Linked DNA regions of Mus musculus: regions 2 and 3 are each linked to region 1. The links are chromatin contacts, called in public promoter capture Hi-C maps. All regions are on one chromosome and are shown on one strand. The core of a region is the stretch at or near the end of the contact, and the rest is flanking DNA. Distances in the headings are between cores, read along the strand shown.

Region 1 (2,700 bases), core at 162-2,661:
ATTTATCTTAAACAAGATACGCCCCTAAGTGGTCATGGATGACGAGCAAAGACTGCTCACTTGGGCTTCGCACGGTTATCCAGTATGGTGAGTGCCTTGACTATTATCTCATAATTCCCACTTGCTAGGCAGGGCCACTTTGGGTGGGGGCTGCCCATCAAACCTCATGAATAATTCGTGAACTGTATGGGATTGGTACTTTTTAAAAAGGTTTATTTATTTATTTTATGTATGTGAGTACACTGTAGCTGTACAGATGGTTGTGAGCCTTCATGTGGTTGTTGGGAATTGAATTTTTAGGATTCCTGCTCGCTCTGGTCAACTCCGCTTGCTCCAGCCCAAATATTTATTTATTATATCTAAGTACGGTGTAGCTGGCTTCAGACACACCAGAAGAGGGCGTCAGATCTCATTACAGTGAGCCACCATGTGGTTGCTGGGATTTGAACTCAGGACCTTCGGAAGAGCAGTCAGTGTTCTTACCCGCTGAGTCATCTCCCCAGCCCAGTACATTTTTTTGAGACAGGGTTTCCTGTTAACCAGGCTTGCCTCAGACTAATGAACCTCCTGCTTCTACCTTCCTAGTGCAGAGATTAAAGGCATGCAGCACCATGCACATAAGCGCAGCTTGGGCGCAATCTTTCTTTTGGTGTTCCCACCCCACCACCCTAAGACAAGGTTTCTATGTGTAGCTCTGATTGTCCTGGAACTCCTTCTACAGACAGGCCTCAAACTCAGACCCTCCTGCTTCTGCCCACTGAGTGCTGGGATTAAAAGTGTACACCACCACACCTGGTGGACACAACCTTTCTTGACCTCTCTGTTTTCAAGTTGAGCTGCTGCTGCTGCTGCTGCTGCTGCTGCTGCTGCTGCTGCTGCTGCTGCTCCAACAGCTTCATTCAGTATTTAGGAGTCAGAGGAGTGCTGCCTGCAGTAGCCCTGTTTCTTGCTTACTGGGTATTAGATGGAGCAATAAGGCAGGCCTGCCTCTTTTGTTCCATCTCACTGAGTCTCGTGCATTATTCATGAATACGATATAGCTTTGGTCTCCTTGATTCCCAGCTACTGCAAGATCATTCATTATTCATGAACATGGGGTGTGGTTGTAATGCTTTAACATCTACTTTCTGGTTGCCTAGTCCTAGTAAACCCATAACCTTGCTTCGTGATTCACGATCGGGAAGAATGGCCTTGAGGTCCTTCCTTGATTTCTTTGACAGCTTAGATGCAGTAATTCTTTATTCATATTTCATAGCCTCTTGCTCTACCTGTTTTTCTAGTTACTGCCTCCAGAGCCACTTGGTGGAGCTGTTCTCCTTCTAATTAAAGAAGTCCCAAACTGGGCAGGGAAAATACATGATTCATGAGTGGGCGCGGTCCTCTTGCATCCGGGTTTCTGGGGGTGGGGCTCAGGGTTTTGTTCCGGCCTTGGGCTCTGCCGCCGCCATCTTGTGTCGGCTGCTGGGGTGAAGGAGGGTGGCAGGGAAGACCACAACCACCGCGGTCGGGGAAGGAGAAGGCGACAGTGATCCTAGCTGGCCCAGGCGGCAGGAGGAGGAGGAGAAAGAGGAGGGTGGCGGCCGAGCTTGACTTCGGCTCCTTGAGGAGTTGGCGGCGGCACGACCCGGGGAACCGGCATTGGTAATAGCTTTTCTCTGCACCTGGCTCGAAGCGCAAGGGCTCTGGGAGGTATGGGAGGGTCCCTGCTGGCTCTCTGCCAGCCCAATGTCTGAGTGCACTGCCGTGTCCTGGGTATTAAGAGTCACTAGGCAAGCGGGTGTGGGGGTGTGCAAATCCTGGGGTGGGGTGGATCACGTCTGTCTGGGACCACCCCTATTCCCTTGAGCTTCGAAATCTGACCTTGACGTCAGACCCCTATCTCAGCTTCTGGAGACTTCTGGCTCAGCACTATTACCAGGTATCTTGATCCGATCCTGAGCCATGCATTTCCTATCAGAACTCCCCACAGTCTCCATAAAGGCACCGGAATTCGGTGTCGCTGCTCATGAAAGCCGTCCATACTTGTGTGCTATTTGAAGACCTGCCCCAAAATCTCCCTTGAGACTCTTCCTAGCCCTTCAGTATTTGCTCTCATGGCTTAAGAGGGGCCAGGCTTGAGGAAAGGTCCGCGTGGCCTTCATTTCCGAATGAAGAGCCTTGTCTAGCATTTTCATCCAGTCTCCCCTCCCCCCAGGATACTATCTGTCCTTAGAGCTGCCATCTGGATTAAACCCGGTGAAAAGCTCTCTGCCTAGCCTTTCCGTGGGAAATCCATTCCTACATTTGAGATCTCCCAATACCACTTTGACATAGCATCCTCCATCGTGGACACCTGGCATTCTTATTCTTTTAAGCACCTGCCTTTAGAGACTCTCCCTGCTTTTAGGGACGCCCCCCTTTTTCACGTTCTCATTGTTCTTGAAGCATTGTTGTCTTCTCCATCAGCCATCGTAACCCCAGTATATTTCCTTTAGTCTCTCATGGGACTAGACGCCAGGGAGGACCTGTTTGGACACAGTTCTCCATTAGTGATCTCTTGCCGCCATCTACTCTTTCAGACTCTTGATTTGTAGCCCCATCTGCCCGATGGTCTCATTCTAGACCCAATTTTTGCCTTCAAAGGCAGACCAGCATTCTAGCTTCTCTTTTTATAGATTCCTTAATCTAACAACAGGCCTCAGAATCTGCCCTCGTCTTTTT
Region 2 (2,700 bases), core at 95-2,594, 190 kb after region 1:
GTATATGTTTTCATTTCTCTAGAGTAAACACTTAGAAATGATGTTGTTGGATTCATGATTGATTGATTTTCAAATTATTTCTTGTCCTGTTTTTGCAAAGAACTTAAAGAAAGAAATCTTATCTTTTTATAGAACCAACAGACTCAGCCCATTACATACAGGTTCTCAAAATAACTACTAGCTCGTTTTGAAGTAAGAAAACGTGACGGTACCATTTGGGACACAGAGTTTCTCTTAAATTCATCTAGTAGTCAGGGTGGCCATCTGTTACTTAACTATATCCAAAGGAAAACCAAGACTCATATCTTAGAAGAAAGAAGGAACAACTTTGAGCTGGACACATAGAGGAAGTTTGCATCAGACAGGGAGATAGGGGTGTTGTTACATTTGAAAGAGATGGTTTCAAGGCCTTTAGGAAAATTTTCTGTGGTTGTAAAACTGGCAAGAGACTGCCATACTCTTTGGGGAGGGGCAGGGTGCTGAGAATTTAACTCAGGGCTTTGTGGTTCATTCTCTTGTTGAGCTACAACCCTAGAACTAAGCTTTTAAGGAAGATTTATCTATCTATCTATCTATCTATCTATCTCCAATAGACAGAGAAAATAAAAGTTTTCTGAAGGAAATGCTCCAAAAAAAGAATGTAGGTACATACACATGTGTGTGTCTGTGCCTTTTCTTATTCTGATGCCTGGGTAAATTCAGTTTAAGAATTATATTCATCCTAAAATATGTCCACAAATGGCTGCCACAGGATTGCATTCCAGAACAACACTCCCTTCTTCACCTAGCCAGCTGTGGTCTGTCTTTCAAATTCCTCAACCCCTTTCCTCCCTCCCTAGAGCCAGACCTCCAGCACGGATCCGCTAATTAGCAAAAGTTATGACTACAGTTTCTTAGAGCTGGTAAATACTGAACATCATTTAGTCTGAGTCCACCCTGTTTTAAAGACCATCAAATTAAGATATATGAATAGTCCTTTAAAATGTGCTTTACACTACTGGCCAAATTGCATTTAAGGGTTTCTCTTGCTCAGATCAGTCTTAAATGGCCAGAAAATACAAAACTGAAATGGAGTCGTGCCTCTGACACGCACACCAAAAAAAGACAAGCTTCTTTATTCTATAGCACGGTTAGGGTTAAAGTCCTTAAAACGCAGTAGTCGCCCTGACTGCGCCTGCGCGCCAATCAGGACAGGCGAATTTGCCCTAGAGACAGCCATTTGAGCCCACCCCTCCTAATCCGGAACACGACCCACATTCCGCTGGCCCTGTCTTGATGGGCATGATCATCCTCCAATAAGAATGGAGAGACGAGTCACAGCGAGCCAATAGCAAAAAGCCTAGGGACGGTGGCGGTGGACTGAGAGGAAACAAGAAGACAAGCCCAAGATGGAGGCGGTGGTGGTGGTAGCGGTGTGACAGGTGAGGGCAGGCCCGGTAGGGTTCGGGTTTTGGAGCGGCTGCGGGACCCGGGTATGAAGTCCAGACCGAAAGCTCAGCTCCAAGATGCTTCCGTCTGAATCTCAGCGTTCTCCCGCCCGGAACCAAAGGAGTGGTTTGACCAGGGCGAGACCGTCGTCATCGACCGTGGGAGTGGATGGAGGAGTCGGCCTGCAGGCTGCAGTGGTGGTTTCGCTTGCTGCGCGTGGCAGTGCACCTGCACAGAGCTTGAAGCCCTTGGGGAGGGCGGGACGGAGCCAAATTGGGTCTGGGGTCTGGGGCTTGGGTGCGAAATTCCAAGGTGAATTCTTAAACCCCTTAAAATGTCTAATGACGTTTCCTCACGACGTCCAGGAGATGCAGCTCTCTCCCATGGTTCCTTATTGCCCTTCATATTCTACGCCACCTAGGAAGATGTCTGACGATTACCTCATTATCCCTAGTTCACCCTAATCCCTTTCCATGATTTCACAGTGCGTTTACACCAGTAATCTGTTTGTGACCCCCAGTAGTTATCAGGTACAGTTTTTGGAAACCCTTCCCCCAACCTCACCTCCATCTTCTTCATCTGGATACCATTGTCTTCCTTTGCCTTTCCTCTTGATAGTGTTTTCTGATGAGCCATCATTGCCACTGCATTTGATTTAGTGTGTAATGTGGTCTGTTATCCAGCTGTTTTTCACAGTCTGTAGTGACTCTTATTACATCTCTCTTTAGTCTAGGGTATGGCGAACCTCTGTGGACTCTAGAGGGTCTGGTGACCTCTATTAGCTACCTGACAGTACCTTTGATTCTACCATTAGCCTTATAGCTTATGCTCTGGAATACCCACAGTGCCTTTTAAGGTCATTGGTACTGTCTTCATTTCCTTCAATCTAAAAACAAGGTCTGATGATCCTCCATTTTCCTGTCCCCTGTCTGTGTCTGATTACCCATTCTCTGAAGCTAAGACAGCCTGTTTATTTCCATTGTGTGCCTGAGACCTGTGATTTTTCAGTGCAGTACATAATGGCTTCCCCATTAATCTCTAGAGAGTCATGTGTTCTGCACTGTCCAGAACCGTGTGCACTGTCTCCTCACTGCAGTGAGTCTCAGATCTTGGTACTCAACTATGACATAAGCAATAGGAGATTCTCAGCAGAGAAGGGTTAGTATCATTGGGCTGGTTCATAAAAAGTGGGATTTAGGGAACAGTGGGAACTTGGAGATGGAATTTTATATGTCCTCTGCCACTCTGCTTTCAGGCTGTCATTACTAGACC
Region 3 (2,700 bases), core at 109-2,608, 240 kb before region 1:
CTACAATATGAAAAACAGACAAAATACAAGAGCTCACATTTCTGTTTAAACCTAGAAATATAAGTGAAAATAACTATATTAATTCATCATAATTGTGAATGATGCATTTTCAATTCTAGCAAGGTAAATTAAAAAAAGTTGTTTTCAAGCATCTGTATTTCAAAGGTCCAGGAACCAGTAGTAAATTATGTACACTTGTTTTATATATTACTACTATACATCATGTCTCCCTTATTTATTTGACGCTATTGTCTTCCATAATTGTGACAATGGCTAAGCAAAACAAAAAGTTGCAGGGCAGATGACCAGGGAGCTGGAACGCAGGGGCATAGAATAGACCAAAGCAGGCATTCATGGTGAACTTTTTCTTGTTTGTTTGTGTTTCTCTGTATAACCCTGGCTGTAGTGGAACTCGCTCTGTACACCAGTTTTACATTCTCTATCCAACCCTCTCTGTCTGTCTCAGCCCTAGTTTAAAGTTTTTTTTCCAAATAATTCTGATAGGCCTACCTAAACTATCCAAGACGGCGACCCCTACTTTTAAGTCAACCGATCTTTAATTATAGTACCAAAATATCTCCCCAGGAACACCTGGACGAGGGTTTGAATAACTGGGAGCTGTAGGCTAAGTCGACATCAGAAAAAAAGAAAAAGAAATCAAGAAGTCCCACCCCATCATAAAGCATTTTTGCTCACAACTGGATTAATGTGTTGTCAATTGCCTCCTGGCTTTTATTATTTATCCATGCTTCAAGTCTAAACGTCAGAAATAATGGTCGTCTTAGAGTTTAGGGACGAATTGCACTCGTAGAACTTTACAATCGAGTCAGGAGGGTGGGAAAGCTCAGGCTGGACTTTGCCGGAGCAGGAGCCAGTGCACCTCGCTGGCCCAAGCGCCTAGCAGGGCTGGGACGCCTCAGGGCAGCAGCGCGCGCAGCAGGAGGGGAGGAGAACCCACCTGAAGCGCCGCGCCGCGCGTGCGGGAGCTTGAGGTGGGTGGAGCCTCGAAGCCGGTGGCGCTCGTGACGGCGCCCAGCCCGCCAGAAGATCGCGCGGCGAGCAGACGGCGGGGAGTCAGCCGGGTAGGGCGAGCGCAGCCGGCGGGGGTGGGGGGAGGTGGGGGGGGGTGGGGCGGGGAGTTGCAGTGATGAGGAAGGAAAGGGAAGAGGCGGAGCGTGGGAGCGCACAGTGTCAGGAATACAATAGTGCTCCGCGCCGCCTCGGCTGCCGCCGCCGCCCAGCAGCCTGTCCAGAGCTGAGGCCTGAAGGGCCAGGCGGCCAGGGCCGGGGGCGGGAGCAGAGCGCTAGGGGGCGGCCCCCTCGGCTCCTCGGAAGGCCCGGCCAGGAGGGCGGGGTGAGATTAGGGGGCAGGTGCGAGGGAGGGAAGAGAAGAAAGCAGGCGGCTAGGGGGCGGTTACCACCCTAGCCAGACTCGCCCGGCACGTTGAGGGGGCCCTCAGTGTGCGGCGAGGAAGGAGCGGAGCGAGACGCTGCGCCGGAGGTAGGCGCTCTCGAGGGTGGCCTCGGCACCAGCGAGGTTGTGGGCGTAGTGCGGGTTTAGTGGCGGGAGTGGCGGCCTCGAGGAGTGGGACGCGAGCGGCGTGGAGCTTGGGGTCCCGGCCTTGCCACCCTCGGGGTCGCTCCAGCTCCACGTAGCGGTTGCCCCGGGGTCCCCCCGAGAGCCCCGGAACACAGAGCGTGTGTGGGCTGAGGTAAAGTGCCCAGTCGCCCCGCTGCTGGTGGCGCGCTGTGCCCGGTGGCCCGGGCGGGGGGTTGGGGGGGGGCGCGCGGACACGGACACACGAGCTGGGCTACAGCCTCCCGGACACCTCCGGAGGCGTTGAGCGCCATAACTGTGGCGGCCGTTCCCTTCGGAGTCCCCTCCGGGTGCCCCTTTCCGTGCTTGTCCTGTGCTATCAGGGACTCTTGGGGCCAGACCTCGGGGCTAGAGGGCATGCTCTTTCTGCTGCCTGTGGCTGCCGGGTCCGAGCAGCGAGAGGGCGCACCCTGGCTGTTTGAGCCTTGCGGAGCGGGAAGATACTGAGGGTCCGGAGAGGGCAAGACGGGCAGTGTGGGGAGCAACCAGGCACTCTGAGAGCTGAAATGCCAACCTAGTGGGAGTGCGGGTGCCCTTCCGTCCTCGAACTTTCCTTTCTCCAGTCATTGTTAGGACGCAGTGAGTGTTCGAAGCCCGCAATCGCCCTGAGGTCTAGGGGTGGGAAAATCGCCAGGGATATGCCAATTAAGGGGAGATTTTTCTGCCACCGGGCATAGTTGTTAACTTTTCTCCAGCTCCTCTGAGGGAGCCACATCGATTTTATTTTATTTTATTTTTTTAATCCTCCCAGCCTTTTCCTCCTGCTTTTCGGAGCAGAGTTTTGGTGGAATTGGGCTTTAAATTACACAGGGCAAACAGCGTTCATTATTTGTAAGGAAGAAAGTGGGGTGGGAAGAAAGTGTGGGGGGGGGGGACTCTTTAGTGAGTGTCCTTAATGGTGGCATGTGAAGATACACTTAAGAGTTTATCTCTTTGCAGCCCTAGGACATACGTACCTTGTAGGGCTTTCACAAGAAACTTGTTTGACCACTCCACTGGCGTTGAGTCACAAGGAAAGATGTGCACAAGGGTCGACCAACCCCGCCTTGTGAGATGCACTTAACTGTAAGGCTGAGGATGAGAACCTCACCCTCCACCCGCCA

The links. Capture Hi-C pulls out chosen DNA fragments and counts their contacts.
Region 2: a promoter capture Hi-C map of liver shows a contact between it and region 1. The contact joins the promoter of Araf here to the promoter of Uba1 in region 1. A contact is called at or near these places in 7 of 39 promoter capture datasets (the C10 cell line, embryonic stem cells, liver and 2 more), 18 of 484 Hi-C or Micro-C datasets (B cells, CD4 T cells, CD8 T cells and 11 more), 13 of 115 datasets of contacts at active chromatin or transcription factors (the SCID.adh cell line, Th17 cells, astrocytes and 8 more) and 4 of 9 other capture datasets (adipose tissue, liver, macrophages and 1 more).
Region 3: a contact with region 1 is called in a promoter capture Hi-C map of pancreatic islet. The contact joins the promoter of Jade3 here to the promoter of Uba1 in region 1. A contact is called at or near these places in 7 of 39 promoter capture datasets (the C10 cell line, erythroid cells, liver and 2 more), 1 of 484 Hi-C or Micro-C datasets (nephron progenitors), 1 of 115 datasets of contacts at active chromatin or transcription factors (memory CD8 T cells) and 3 of 9 other capture datasets (adipose tissue, liver and pancreatic islet).

What each region holds. Positions count from the first base shown.
Region 1 is chrX:20,661,485-20,664,184 of GRCm38.p6, forward strand. Uba1 (ubiquitin-like modifier activating enzyme 1) reads left to right here and starts at 1,412. Exons shown (of 26, transcript NM_001136085.2): 1 at 1,412-1,641.
Region 2 is chrX:20,847,199-20,849,898 of GRCm38.p6, forward strand. It overlaps Araf (Araf proto-oncogene, serine/threonine kinase), which reads left to right and starts at 1,345. Exons shown (of 16, transcript NM_009703.2): 1 at 1,345-1,421.
Region 3 is chrX:20,424,330-20,427,029 of GRCm38.p6, forward strand. It overlaps Jade3 (jade family PHD finger 3), which reads left to right and starts at 1,359. Exons shown (of 13, transcript NM_199317.2): 1 at 1,359-1,501.